5 separate regions of the Mus musculus genome follow, and all the other regions are linked to region 1. Evidence: chromatin contacts called from public promoter capture Hi-C data. All regions are on one chromosome and are shown on one strand. Each heading gives the region's core, a stretch centred on a gene start, on an enhancer-like site or on the middle of the called end of the contact. The rest is flanking DNA. Distances are from core to core; before and after follow the strand shown. Region 1 holds the start of Prim1 (DNA primase, p49 subunit). Region 2 holds the start of B4galnt1 (beta-1,4-N-acetyl-galactosaminyl transferase 1). Region 3 has its middle 9.6 kb from the start of Esyt1. Region 4 overlaps R3hdm2 (R3H domain containing 2). Region 5 holds the start of Inhbe (inhibin beta-E).

Region 1 (2,700 bases), core at 154-2,653:
CTTGCAAACCCCTTTAGCTCCCTCAGTCCTTCCCCTAACTCCCCCATTGGGGTCCTCATGCTTTAGTCCGATGGTTGGCTTCAAGTATCTGCCTCTGTATTTGTTAGGCTCTGGCAGAACCTCTCAGGAGACAGCTGTATCAGGCTCCTGTCAGCAAGCACTTCTTGGCATCACCAATAGTGTCTGGGGAAGACTCTGCCTTTTAAAAATGCATATTTAAAAGAGTAAAATGCAAAAATGTCAATGCAAAATTAAACAAACACGACAAAAGAACTCTGACCTATTCTTGCAACCATTGTTCAAAAGAAAATAAGTTATGTCTTGTTTTTTATTGTTTTGTTTTGTTTCTTGAGGCGGGGTCACAGAACTCACTCTATAGAACAGGCCTCAAAAGCATAGATACACCTGCCTCTGCCTCTGGAGCGCTGGAATTTAAAGTCCTGCATAGCCACTGCCCAGCTAAAAACTAAGTTCTTAAGTGTAATTTTACCAAATGGTGCAAGAAATAAACCTCTGTCTGACAGTTTTGCAGAAAATCAAACTGTTCTCCCCAGTGATGGTCTGGTTCAGATAACAACCCCGGAAACAACTGGTCCAAAACATCAATTCACTACTAGTCAACAACTTCACTAATTTTCTTCCAATTTTGTTCCAACAAGAGAAAGTAAAACATGTCTCCCCACTTCCAGTTAGATTACGAACAGACTCCAATCAGAACCACTAGGCGACGGCTCTTTTCCCTGAGCACCCCCAACCCCGTCCCTTTTTATTATTTATTTTCTCTGAAATTCCCACATTCCTGTGAGCCTTTGCATCTGTACTTATGTACCAAAGGTGTAAAATGGTGGTTGGCTCACTTGCCATGGAAAACTCAGACCAAACAGCCGTTGATTTTTCTCATGCGGTCTTCATTTCGAATACTGAATATAGTAACTCTATGACAATTTTTCAAAATCTCTTTATGAGATATTGGTAATATCTCTAAAATATTCATCTTTTGCAAAGGACTTGTTAAAATCTTACTATTGGCCGGGCGGTGGTGGCACACGCCTTTAATTGCACTTGGGAGGCAGAGGCAGGCAGATTTCTGAGTTCAAAGCCAGCCTGGTCTACAAAGTGAATTCCAGGACTATACAGAGAAACCCTGTCTCGGGGGGAAAAAAAGAATCTTGTTATTACTAATCAAAATCAATATGCTAAAGGTCTCTCCTTTTCGGGGACAATCCTGTTGTTAAATGGATAGGTTTTCAGAGCCCGGAAGATGCAGATGGACTCTAAAAGGAGCAGTAGGAGTCGTCTACACCTGCGAGATCTGCAAGAACTACAATTCCCAGCAGTCCCTCCGGCGGCGCAGGTCCATGCGCGCGCAGGGATGGAGGCCTGTCTTGTTCCCGCCAATTCTCGTGTCAGTCCTGTCCGGGTCTAGTTCTTTACTTCATGGAGCCATTTGATCCTGCGGAGCTGCCGGAGCTACTCAAGCTTTATTACCGAAGGCTCTTTCCCTACGCCCAGTACTATCGCTGGCTCAACTATGGCGGAGGTGATGGAGGCTGGGACGGGATGGGTAGCGGGGCTGGGAGCCGTGTGTGAGAATACTTTGGGCGGGATGTCCTAGGAAGAAGAGAGGCACCTTCTTCACCAATGACAGGCAGCGTCCTTGGAATATTTACAGCTCCTGTTTATTGCTCCCTAGCAAATGTGAAATTGTATGCCCCTTCAGATTACAGGCTATCTAGAACAGAGCTGGGCACAGAGCACTCGTTAAAAATATTCCAGAGAGCCTAGTAGCTCATACCTATAATCCTTACATTCTGGAGATTGGGGCATGTGGATTTTCATGAGTTCAAGGCGAGCCAGGGCTACATAGTAAGCTCTAGAGCAACCTATTCTACACAATAAAACCCTGTCGTTTAAAAACTTATGTCAGGCTGGGCGTGGTGGCACACGCAGAGGCAGGCGGATTTCTGAATTCGAGGTCAGCCTGGTCTACAGAGTGAGTTCCAGGACAGCCAGGGCAACACAGAGAAACCCTGTCTCGAAAAACCAAAAAAAAAAAAAAAACAAAAAAAAAACGAACATATGTCTTCCCATTAGTTAAGGTTTTAGTTAAGGTTACATTATGCCCTAAACTGGAGTTAAAATTATTTTGCAGTGACAAAGAATTACTTTCAACACCGTGAATTTTCATTCACACTGAAAGATGATATTTACATTCGCTACCAGTCCTTCAACAACCAGAGTGAACTGGAGAAGGAGATGCAGAAAATGAATCCATATAAGATTGATATAGGCGCAGTATATTCTCACAGAGTAAGGAATCTTTTTTTTCTTTTGTATTTTGTTTGTATCTTTTTTGTGTGTTTATTTTATAAGCCAGAGTGAGTTCTTGCCCCCAAGTTTTGAAGGTAATGTTTTAGAGTGTATTATTGTTGATGAAACGCACCTTTTTTTCAAATTAATTTTAACACTCTATAGACTGAAAATCACTTGGCTGAAAATACCTTGCCTTCTTCCTAGGTTTAGAAGAAAAGGTGAGCATTGGGCTGGAGTGTAGCTCAATTGATAAGAGTGCTTGCCTGGCATGCATGAACGGTTGGATTCCATTCCTAAGAACACATAAACCAGGTGTAATGGGCATTGTCTCTAATCCCAGCATAAAGGAGGGAGAGGCCAGTTTGAAATACATGAGACCATGTCTTT
Region 2 (2,700 bases), core at 129-2,628, 850 kb before region 1:
GACTGCCACAATTTTTGAACAAAATTTGAAGCAAGCTTTAATACTAGCCAGGATGATGGACTCTGGCCAGTCCACTCCAGGGTTCCTAGAAAATGGCCACCAGCTACAATGGCCAGGTGATTATAAAGGGCTAACTCACAGGCTATGCCTTGGTCAGATGGAAGCAAGCATACATCCTGACATACTTCCTCCTACCTACCTCTCAACTCCCTGTGATCCCCTAGAAAAGTGAACGCATGTGGCTTGCTATCTGATACGGGTAACAGCTTCCAGAGAATCGTGGCGTATCTGTCCTCGGGCAGGGAGTTGACCGGTTACAAAGATCATTTTGATTCACGGAGTTCTTGGGCACAGTAATAAAAACCTAACTTTGCATTCTACACCCGATGTCTATCAAGTGTTTTGTAAATAAATTTATTCCTATTTACAATAATATTCTATCTACATGTGGGTCTGTGAAGGGGTATCCAGACGCCCGGGAACTGGAATTATTGTTGTAAGCTGCCATGTGGGTGCTGGGAATTGAACCCAGGTCCTTTGGAAGACCAGCCAGTGCTCTTAACTGCTGAGCCATCTCTCCAGTAAGTGTTTTATATAGACAGGTTTACTAATATTTCCCTTCGCCTCTTGCTTAGGGGATCTCTTCCGACTGTAAAGGAAAAAAAGCCCTTGATTTATTTTAAAGGTTTTGTAATTCTACTTTTAGCATTTGATCTGAAACTTCTGGTTTAAGGGTGGGTTTTCCCTCTTCTCCCCAACACACACACACAGTTCATTCAATATTGCTTATCTACAGCCCCAACCCCCAGACACATTTTTCATTATGTTTTACCTATTTTTCTATTCAATTTTGATCCTTCTGAGAACCACAGGACTTTGTTTCTGGTCAGTGTCGGGAATCAAGCCACCTATGGCCTACTTCACTGTCCATCTGGCCACTTTCTGCGGTTCCTCTTCAAGTCTGTACCAAGAAGCAGTTAGGGGAAGTAGGCCGGCCATTGAGTAACGGCTTGCCTCGGTTGATGGCTGGAATTCGGAGCCAAGAGGTCAGAGAGAGGCCGCTGTCTTTGTTGCTCGTGAGGCAGTGTTCACCTCCAGGGCTGGCTGGTTTTATTTATTTCATCTTCCCCATCCAAGTGTTCCTTGAAATGAGGTTAGACCGCATACTGAACCCAATCGCCCTTCCTGGGGCTACACTGTGAACGAGTGGGGAAATGGCGGGGACCGGGAACTGGCATCTTAGACACCGCGGTTTGGGGACGAAGGGATGTGAAAAGGGGGGACCTTCCCGGGAGGGCTCATCGCCTAAGCAATCTTCTCCGCGTCCGCCAGACGGCGCCGCGGAGCTCGCCATCCCCGCTCAGAGCCCGAGCCTGTGCCGCAGCCAGCCCGGGAGCGGCGCTGCGCTGCGGTGTGAGAGCCGGGCGGAGGCCTGAGCCCTCGGCTGCCTGGGAGCGCGACGCGGTGCCAGGGCTTCCCCGCTTTGTCGCTGGGGCTGGGGCGCGGCGGATTTACGATCCAGTTCACCCCGGCAGGAAACGTTCAGAACCACCCCCGCGCTGCGGTCTACAAAGCCCCGGAGTCCGCAGGCGGGAGGAGTCGGATCCCCGACACTGTCGGGCTCCCTCCCGCCCAGCTCCCGCATCAGGCCGTCGCCGGCCTCATGAGGACCCCCCGGCCGGGGCGGAGAACCGGGCACTGCCCGGACCGCGATCCTGCCGCGGCCTTAGAACGTTAGACAGGTCAGTGCGCTGGCACGCCCGGCGGCCGAGGTGTGGGCAGGAGCGGCGTCCTCCTGGCCTCGCGCATCGTGCCCGTGGCTCAACGAGGCCACCCGAGGGTCACCGAGGCCGGGCACCCGCGAGCGCGGGCGCGACACCGTGCCTTCCCTGACCCGCCAGGTGCAGTACAGCCGCCCCTCCGCAGCACCCTGGCCCGGCTGCTGCCCGTGGGGTGGGGGTGGGGTCCCCGAGGGCTGCGCACCCAAGATACTGCATGTCACCACGGCAAGCCTTGGGTGTATGCGGAAGCCCAGAGGCGAGAGAGAGGCGGAAGAAAGGAGGCCGGGAGACCTTTGGCGTGAGCATGAGGGAAGGGGTGCGCGCCGTGCGGAGCGGAGATGGCTGGCCTTGGGTACCTGCGCGAGCCTCGGAGGCGGCGGGGTCCAGAGTCCCGGCCCTCACGTTCTCTGAGAGCCTGGTCACCTCTCACCCTCCCCCATATCAGGATGCGGCTAGACCGCCGGGCCCTCTATGCGCTAGTCTTGCTGCTCGCCTGCGCCTCGCTGGGTCTCCTGTACTCCAGCACCCGAAACGCGCCAAGTCTCCCGAACCCTCTGGCATTGTGGTCGCCCCCACAAGGTCCCCCGAGACTCGATCTGCTAGACCTTGCCCCTGAGCCTCGCTACGCACACATCCCGGTCAGGATCAAGGAGCAAGTGGTGGGGTGAGTGCGGACCGCGGCGTGGCGGCGGCGACAGCGCAGAACATGCTGGAGGGGGTGGCCGGGGAGCTTTTGTTTCCTCCAGTGCTAGACTCGGACGCTGCTTACTGCTGACTGGTTGGGTGCAGTTATCAGGGAGGTGGAGAGGGCTACCGAAGCTTGAACTGGGGGGGAGACAGGGGCGCGGCAAATCTATCCTCCTCAACCTTGTCGCCGCCACTGGAGTGTGGGAGGATGTACAGGCAAAAGAGCACCCGG
Region 3 (2,700 bases), core at 145-2,644, 520 kb after region 1:
CTTTCCCTTTCTGAACTGCCATTTGCCTACGGGCCATGTCTGTCTCCTCTCCATCCAGAGACAGTCCTTTGTCCTTTGTCCCTCTGGGGCAAATAAATCTCCTTTGTAGATGGTCTAGTCGGCCATCATTGAGAAGAGCGGCCCCTTGGTCTTGCAAACTTTATATGCCCCAGTACAGGGGAATGCCAGGGCCAAGAAGTGGGGGTGGGTAGGTAGGGGAGCAGGGCAGGGTGAGGGTACAGGGAACTTTCAGGATAGCATTTGAAATGTAAGTAAAGAAAATATCTAATAAAAAAAAGATAACATATTTTACAAAATAAAAAATAAATCTCCTTTGTGTTGAGAACTTGGTCTTGGGTGTTTCTGGTTCCTGTCCTTTCACTGACCACATGGCTTCCCTTGAAGACAGTAGGACATTCCCTCTGTGGTGATCCTCCTCTCTGCAGAACATATGCTGGTTGGAGCCCCAACTCTGATGGGTCCATGACTTCTCTGATCAAACTGACAGGGAAGAGTGAGTGGAGTGCTTGCCTGGTGAACTGACTTGTTTTATGTCAAACCTGCCCCAAATTAGAGTCATCAGAGGATGGAGCCTCAATTGAGAAAATGCCACTATAAGACCCAGTTGCAGGACATTTTCTTACTTAGTGATCAGTGGGGGAGGGTCTAGCCCATTGTGAGTAGAGCTATCCTCGGGATTGTGGTCCTGAATTCAATAAGAAAGCAGGCTGAGCAAACCAGTAAGCAGCATCCCTCCATGGCCTCTGCATCAGCTCCAACCTCCAGGTTCCTGCCCTGTTTGAGTTCCTGCCCTGACTTCCTTCAGTGATAGACTACAGTGTAGAAACGTAACCCAAATAAACCCTTTCCCCAACTTGCTTTTGGGTCATGGTACTTTGTCACATTAATAGAAACCCAAACTAAGACCCCTGCGTACCCAAAGCCGTGGGTCCCATCCCCAGCACCACATAAAACCAGGTGCGGTGGTGGCATACACCTGTAATCTCAGTCAGTACTCAAGAGGTAGGGGTGGGAGGATTAGAAACTCAAGGTCAGTTTGGGTTACCTGATGACAAGTGTCTGTGAGCTGCCTGACCTTTCCAGAGTTATCCATCATCTCCTGGTCCTCCAAGACCTAATAGACCCAGGGCCAAAGTCCTGGCTGAGCTGAGGGAGAGAGACGGTGGACTGCAGGGGGTGGGGGTGGGGGTTAAAGCAATTTTGAGGAAACACAGCTCCAAGCCAGATAAAAATCACCAGCTTGTGCTGTTTGAATGAGAATGGCCCTATAAGCTCATGGATTTGAATGCTTAGTCACCAGGGAGTGGCACTGCTTGAAAAGGATTAAGAAGTGTGGCCTTGTTAGAGGAAGTGTGCCACTGAAGATGCACTTGGAAAGTGCTAAAGTCCATGCCAAGCCTACACAGAAGGATGTAGCTCTTAGCTATTTATCCAGCACCAGCCTCAAGGGCTGCCAACCCTCCATGATATGACGGGCTAAACTTTTTTTAAAAAGATTTTATTTATTTATTACATATATGTCTATATGTTAGTACACTGTAGCTGTCTTCAGACACACCAGAAGAGGGCATTAGATCCCATTACAGATGGTTGTGAGCCACCATGTGGTTGCTGGGATTTGAACTCAGGACCTTTGGAAGAGCGGTCAGTGCTCTTAACAGCTGAGCCATCTCTCCAGCCCAGGCTAAACTTTCTAAAACTGTAAGCAAGCTTCCCGTTAAATGCTTTCTTTTATAGGAACTACCTTGGTCATTATGTCTCTTCACAGCAATAGGACAGTAACTAAGACGCACAGCTACAAACCTAATCTCTCTCTTCTAACCAACCCTACTTCCCCTGCTAAGCAGAAAAACACAAGACTCAAAATCTATTCTGCATCAAAGAGTAATATTAAGTTTTACTTCCCTTTCTCTGCTGCCCCAGGCCTGGCAGGATCTAGACTTCCTGAGCACAATTCTCTCTTTTACCCAGGCTCTCCACATTCACACATGTGAGCAAGTAGAAACAGAAGAGGATGGGTGATCTGCTTGCTGGGACTACCATCACTGCAATGTGAGGAACTTCCTTAGTTGAAGGACTCCCCACACACCAAAACTTGTACCACACCTCAGTAAAAGAAAAGGCTCTTGTTGAATAGACCAGCTGAGCTCCGGAGGTACATGCATTTCTAACTTTTTCTTCCTCGACCCACCACATCATGAGACCTTCACATAGACATTATTATATGGTGCACAGAACATTTTTCAGGCCGGTTTTGTCACAGATCGGATTCAGGAGCCACGGGGTGCTGTGCCTTAACCGCACAAACAGGGTGGGGCCCCATCTGTTGTCAATTTTGTGCCTTAAGCGCCACCTGGTGGTGATAAACTGTAATAGGCCGCGTCTCATGACCAAGGCTTGAACTGAGTACCTACACTTCCTGGTTGTGTGTATAAACTTCGGCGGGAAGCACGGGGTTGGAGGTGGTATTTGATCTCAGCACACTCTGGAAGACGGAAGAGGAAACAGGATTTGATGAACCTTTCTTCTGTACTCCTTTTCAAAGGTTTGATGAAGCGTTCTTCTGTGCTCATTTTTAAAAGCTACTGTCAGTCGGATAGTGCTGCTGCCCTGGATGACTCTATATAGGTTTATTACAGTCAAGAATCAAGTCTGCCATGGCCTGGAGAGATGGTTCAG
Region 4 (2,700 bases), core at 102-2,601, 590 kb before region 1:
AGCCTTCACGTGCAAGCTTTGAGGAAACAGATTTTCAAGCCATGTAAAGAATGCGTTTCTAAAGTAAATTATAAGTATAGAGTGAGCATTTCAGACATGCGTCTTAAGCATCATTGCCAGGTTCTGAGGCACACACCTTTAATCCCAGCATTCCAGAAGTAATCTCAAAGGCCAGTCTATGAACATGCACTCTGAAAGATTATCTTTTCTCCTTTTTGACCATCATTTATCTTTTGGTTGGTTTGGGTTTGTTATTTCTGGTTTTGTAGAGAAACTCACTACATAAGCCTCAGATTTACTGTGTAGCCACCCCAACCTTAAATTCTAAGTCCTCCGACTCCAGCCACCTAAGGGCTAAGGCCAGGTGTCTGTTAGTAGGGAATGCCTAATTAACTTATCAGAGTGGACCAGGCCTCCATGTTCTCCCAGCATTCCGCTGTCCTACTGTTAAAGAGCATGGTTGGCACACCCTGTCCTCTACTCTGAACTCTCCAGTCCAGGGGCTGGGCTGCCCTTCCTTTGACCTTTGGCCTCCTGGCTGCTGTACCTGATCCCTCCCTCTCTCTTCCCTTCCTCTCCTCCTCTCCCCATATGGTTCAGGGTAGTGACCACTCTGAACTCTCTTAGATGTTTGTCCCTCTGGTTAGGTCTCCCTTATATTGATAATAAACTTTCTCCTCCACCATACTTAGGAGCAGCAGCCCTCCCATCCCCTCCTCTCCCTCTCCCTCTCCCTCTCCCCCCTCTCCCCCCTCTCCCCCCTCTCCCTCTCCTCTCCCTCTCCCTCTCCCTCTCCCTCTCCCTCTCCCTCTCCCTCTCCCTCTCCCTCTCCCTCTCCCTCTCCCTCTCCCTCTCCCTCTCCCTCTCCCTCTCCCTCTCCCTCTCCCTCTCCCTCTCCCTCTCCCTCTCCCTCTCCCTCTCCCTCTCCTCTATCTCTTTTTCATCCAGTGTGCACAACCATGCCTGTTTGGGCTTTTGTTGTAGTTTGATTGCTTTATTTTCAGACTCTGACTCGTGGCCTCCTCCTGCCTTAGCCTCCAGAGTGCTGGAGTTCTAGGCATGGGCTCCCTACCATTGTTCTGATTTACATGTTCTGCCTTAGCTCTCCATGTTGTGGGGGTCTTTGACTGTGATAGAGCTATCTCCTTGCTCAGGTGGGCTTAATTCTAGAGAAAATATGGCCATAGAAATGCAGCAGCCACTGAATCACTCTGAGTGGCCCCAGGATCTTGTCTTAAAAACAGTGAAGAATAATGAGCCAGGACAGCAGAGGAGCCAGAGCTTTACTGAGGTGGAGAGGAAGTCTGGCCTCCTGCCTGGGCCCTTTTTATGCCCAATACTTGGTCCTGATTGGCTTATGTAAACAAAGGGTTGTGCTGAGAGCCTTCAGCTTTGCTGAATTGGATGGCTGTGGAGGACTGAGATAGCTCAGGAAGAGCCTGCCATCCACAGAAGAAGTTACTAGGAGGGGGAAGAACCAGGAAGTGAGGAGTTGCTGATCAGCTTAAAGGCCCGTGGTCTTGTTATGTTAATATGTCACAGCCATTTAAAATCTACAGCTCCTGCCTAGCGTGTTGGCACACATTTAAATTCCAGCCCTGAGGCTGAAGCAGAAGGACCTGTATGAGTTCATGCAGGCCTACATAAGTGAGACCCTGTCTCAGACCACAGCACCATTCACAGCTTCTTAGGGAAATCCATGGAGTATGAACTTTATTCTACAGACTCTGCTCTCAAGGCCCAATCTAATATTTATATGCAGAAGGACTTCTGAGCTAAACTTAGAACTTTGGAGCTAAATTTGGCAAGATGTGCAGTTTGGGGCCAGCTGCTGCACCCACTGCAGTGCTGTCTGGGGAACTGGTGCTGCTGGTTGGCAGGTATTTCTCCTGAGGTCAGCCTAGAGCTTCTGCCTACACAGTACTCATCAAGAAGACAGACAACCTGCCAGTTTGTAACGCTTCTTCTTATCCTTATCTGTCTGAAAGAACCTACCTTACTCCTGTCTCTGTCATTTGGACATTTGCCTCTGGTGTCCACCTCTGGAAAGCCATTCCTTCCTTACTCTTCCGGTTGGGTGCTGTGCTCATGGTACTCCTCTTCCTCTGGATATCTGTGAGTGTACTCACTCATAGATATGGCATCCTGTGTATGGTGAGTCCTTAAAATACTGCCACATTTCTTAATACTGCCACATTTCTTAAAATAAACTGATTTGCAGGCTGGGTGGTAGTGCCTAGCATTGACGTGAAGGCTTTGTGTTCACTAAGTATGTACTGTGCCATTGAGGTGCCTTGACCTTCCCTCCCCAAATCCAGAATTTTAAATGGGCCAAATATCGAGCAAAAAATACTAAGCAATCCAACATCCTGTTACCCTTTATCTTCTTTTAGTTTTATGCTGTAACATATTTTAGAAGGAGAGCCTAGCCTTTAATGGCTGAGCCATCTCACCAGCCCACTATTATAACTTAGAGTCTTATTCTTTTGTATCTTTTGAAGTTTTTCTTTTTTTGTATTGCTTACTAACCTATCATAGTGCATTGACAAGAGCCAGCAATGTGTGTAACACTCATAACAAACTCTCTCTGCTTGGAGATTTTAATCTTCCCTGTACCTTCTCTAGTATATATGGAGAAAGAAGAGTTAATTTTTTTAAAAAGGGAAATGAACTGCAGAAAAGCAGGAAGTGGGCAAGTTC
Region 5 (2,700 bases), core at 55-2,554, 660 kb before region 1:
AGTCTACATAGTGGTCTCGCCTACAACATAAGGGGGTCTCAGGCTCACAGGTGGGAGTCCTCCTCCTGGCCCGACCTGCTCCAGGTTCATTAGCTCGGATCTTAAGTTCCAAGAAGGGACGTTGCTGTCCCGCTGTGTCCAAGAGCAGCCGTGGCAGTCCCGCAGCGGTGCTGTTAAGGTCCAGGGGTCTAAATTCCAGTTGGAGTTTCACGACGCCAGAGTCCTCACTCCGCAAGCCGCTAGAGGGCAGAGTCAGGGCGTGCCAGCCAGAGGAAGTGGTTTGGTGCTCAGCTAGGAAGGTGCGGAATCCTCGGCACCTAGTGGTGCCGCAACGGAAGATCCTCAGGTACAGAGTGCCCGGAAAAGAGGGAGGCACATGCAGCCAGAGGCGGGCATGGTACAGGTGGTGGGACCAAAGAGGGGACAGCTGGAAGGTGAGCATGGAGCGGTAGGTTGAAGTGGATTTGTCTGCTCAGACAAAAACAAAAACAAACAAACAAAAAAGCAAATTAAAACATGAACAAAGCTTCTCTCTGACACTCGGCCACCCTACCCAACCATCCCTCATCTCTCATACAGACCTCTGCAAAGGGCCTGGACGGCCTGTGTCCCCAGCTCTTTCTCTTGCCACACCCCACGCCTCCTGCCTCCCCTGCAGGCCTCTCCTTGTGTCTCCTGTCCCCGGTCTCTCTCCCCTCACCCACCTATGATGGTAGCAAAGCTGATGACTTTCTCTCGGTTGCCAGGGACCATGCTCTTGGGCTGCAGTCTCCGGAGGGCTCTGGTCAGTGCTGCCTGGGGCAGAGGCCGAGTTATTCTGGGACGGCTGGTTAGGTGCAGTCCCTCCAGGATTTGCTGCTTGGCTAGCTCCAGGACCAGAGCGCGTTCTCCTTGGGGTGCCAGTGTTGGGCCCCCACAGGACGGGCACGCAGATCTTGTACTCTGCACCCACACCAATGCCCACAGCAGTATTAGCCAGAGCTGGGCTTTTGGAAGCTTCATGCTCCAGGTAGATGGCTCTGCTTTGAGAACCTCGAATGGGTGGCAGTTTTATGAGTCTGATTTCCCAAAGAGGATACAGAAGCAGCAGCAGCAGCAGCAGCAGCAGCAGCAGCAGCAGCAGCAGCAGCAGCAACAGCAAACCAGTGTCACAGCTACCCTTGACAAAGAGCAGACCAAGCTACTTGTCCTCAATAGCCTAGGACTCAGGAAGACTGAGAGTAGATCGCCTGGTGGGGTAGCTATGTGTGACCCTCACAGTTCATGACTAACTACTGGCAGGGCCTCTTTAGAGCCAGTTGCTTGGGATCCCTCACCTAGCGGTCAACCAGCAGACCTACCCTCTGAACCTTAGGATTGGCCAGCTGCGCTGCCCATCAGGCCCCTGCAGGGGGTGGAGGGCTCCCCCGGGACTCGAGTTTCACCATCTGGGTGTGGTGGCTTGAGGTAGGGGTATGGAGGTGCAACGTGGACATGCATGATGCAAGAAAGAGGATGATTTCACACGGTCAGTTCCCAAGGTCTGGGATTCAGGTGAGGGAGTCCATAGGAGCCAGGTGGGGATGGGCGGTGGCTCCTCAGTATGCCCTGACTGACTTCCGAGCTTGAAAACGGAAACCGTTTTATGAGGCTGTTTCAGTGGGTTAGTTCTCGGGGTTTCCATGTCAGAACAATAATTCTAGCGTTCAAGCCGAGTTAGGTTTTAGAAAGGGTGGTTTAAAAAAAAAATGGAGTCCTCTTGATCAGGCCTAGGTGGCAGTGCCACGGGACATAGAAATTACCTTTTGACCCTGCCTGTGCTGGCTGCCCAGAGTCCACCTGGGGGAGGGCCAGAGCAGGGATGAGGACATCTTCTGTGATGTCTGGGGAAACCCGGCCAGGTGGGCTCGTGGTGATGCAATCTTACAGCAGAGCAGAGTCCGGCAGAGCTGGCAGAAGGGCGAGCGCCTTTGAAGCACCTGTGCCTGGTAACTACTGCCTTTAGGGTACTGTAGGAGTTGGCCAAATCTGAGGCAGCCCAGGAGTGGTGCCAGGCTTCTGGTAATGTAGTTGGAAAATGGAAATTTAAGGGACCTAGGGGACAAAGCCGGAAAAGCCGCCTCAGGTCTTGGTCATCCAGGCTTTGTTTTATTTTTGCTTGTTTGTTTGAAAGATTTATTTATTTTATATATGTGAGTACACTGTCACTGTCTTCAATCAGATACACCAGAAGAGGGCATTGGATGCCATTACAGATGGTTGTGAGCCACAACGTGGTTGCTGGGAATTGAACTCAAGTCCCCTGAAAGAGCAGCCAGTGCTCTTAGCCACTGAGCCATCTCTCCAGCCCCCGACTTTGTTTTTTAATGTGTGCGCATGTGTGTGTGTGTGTACGCGCGTGCTCGTGTGTGTGCATGTGTGTGCTTGTGTGCACGTGTGTGTGCTCGTGTGTGTGCATGTGTAAGCTGGAGCACAGCCCTGTGTGCCATCCCTAGGGACGTCATCCACCTACCTCCTTTGAGACAGGACATCCTTGCTGGTCTGGAACTCACTAATTAGACTACACTGGCTGGCCAGTGAGTCCCAGTGTCTGCAACGCTGGGATTGCATTTCTACCTGGGCTCTGGAGACTCTAATGCAGGTCCATGCGCTTGTAAAGCAATAGCTTTATCTACTGAGTTATCTCCCAACATCTGACCTCCCCCAACCCCATTATAGGCT

Evidence for each region. Promoter capture Hi-C pulls out the DNA fragments that hold promoters and counts their contacts.
Region 2: a promoter capture Hi-C map of liver shows a contact between it and region 1, with 2.8 times the contacts expected there. The contact joins the promoter of B4galnt1 here to the promoter of Prim1 in region 1. A contact is called at or near these places in 2 of 39 promoter capture datasets (liver and pre-B cells), 1 of 115 datasets of contacts at active chromatin or transcription factors (microglia) and 1 of 9 other capture datasets (liver).
Region 3: a promoter capture Hi-C map of pre-B cells shows a contact between it and region 1, with 2.5 times the contacts expected there. The contact joins the enhancer-like site here to the promoter of Prim1 in region 1. A contact is called at or near these places in 2 of 39 promoter capture datasets (pre-B cells and stem cell-derived epiblast-like cells).
Region 4: a contact with region 1 is called in a promoter capture Hi-C map of liver, with 3 times the contacts expected there. The contact joins the enhancer-like site here to the promoter of Prim1 in region 1. A contact is called at or near these places in 4 of 39 promoter capture datasets (the C10 cell line, liver and pre-B cells) and 3 of 9 other capture datasets (adipose tissue, liver and macrophages).
Region 5: a contact with region 1 is called in a promoter capture Hi-C map of liver, with 5 times the contacts expected there. The contact joins the promoter of Inhbe here to the promoter of Prim1 in region 1. A contact is called at or near these places in 6 of 39 promoter capture datasets (the C10 cell line, cranial neural crest, frontonasal cranial neural crest and 2 more), 1 of 484 Hi-C or Micro-C datasets (the N1E-115 cell line) and 3 of 9 other capture datasets (adipose tissue, liver and pancreatic islet).

Annotation. Positions count from the first base shown.
Region 1 is chr10:128,013,812-128,016,511 of GRCm38.p6, forward strand. It overlaps Prim1 (DNA primase, p49 subunit), which reads left to right and starts at 1,404. Exons shown (of 13, transcript NM_008921.2): 1 at 1,404-1,540; 2 at 2,153-2,310. The coding sequence starts at 1,438.
Region 2 is chr10:127,163,778-127,166,477 of GRCm38.p6, forward strand. It overlaps B4galnt1 (beta-1,4-N-acetyl-galactosaminyl transferase 1), which reads left to right and starts at 1,379. Exons shown (of 11, transcript NM_008080.5): 1 at 1,379-1,742; 2 at 2,227-2,445. The coding sequence starts at 2,228.
Region 3 is chr10:128,534,082-128,536,781 of GRCm38.p6, forward strand. No RefSeq gene overlaps it. Among named protein-coding and RNA genes, the nearest start is that of Esyt1, 9.6 kb to the left of the region's middle. Within about 2 kb of position 1,395, at least 173 of the 459 cell types and tissues checked have an H3K27ac peak or open chromatin away from gene starts, as enhancers often do. A contact at or near this core is called in pre-B cells, where this site is marked.
Region 4 is chr10:127,425,485-127,428,184 of GRCm38.p6, forward strand. All of the region lies in intron 2 of R3hdm2 (R3H domain containing 2), which reads left to right. Among named protein-coding and RNA genes, the nearest start is that of Gm23819, 22 kb to the left of the region's middle. Within about 2 kb of position 1,352, at least 84 of the 459 cell types and tissues checked have an H3K27ac peak or open chromatin away from gene starts, as enhancers often do. A contact at or near this core is called in adipose tissue and liver, where this site is marked.
Region 5 is chr10:127,350,544-127,353,243 of GRCm38.p6, forward strand. It overlaps Inhbe (inhibin beta-E), which reads right to left and starts at 1,305. Exons shown (of 2, transcript NM_008382.3): 1 at 705-1,305; 2 at 1-468. The coding sequence starts at 1,002.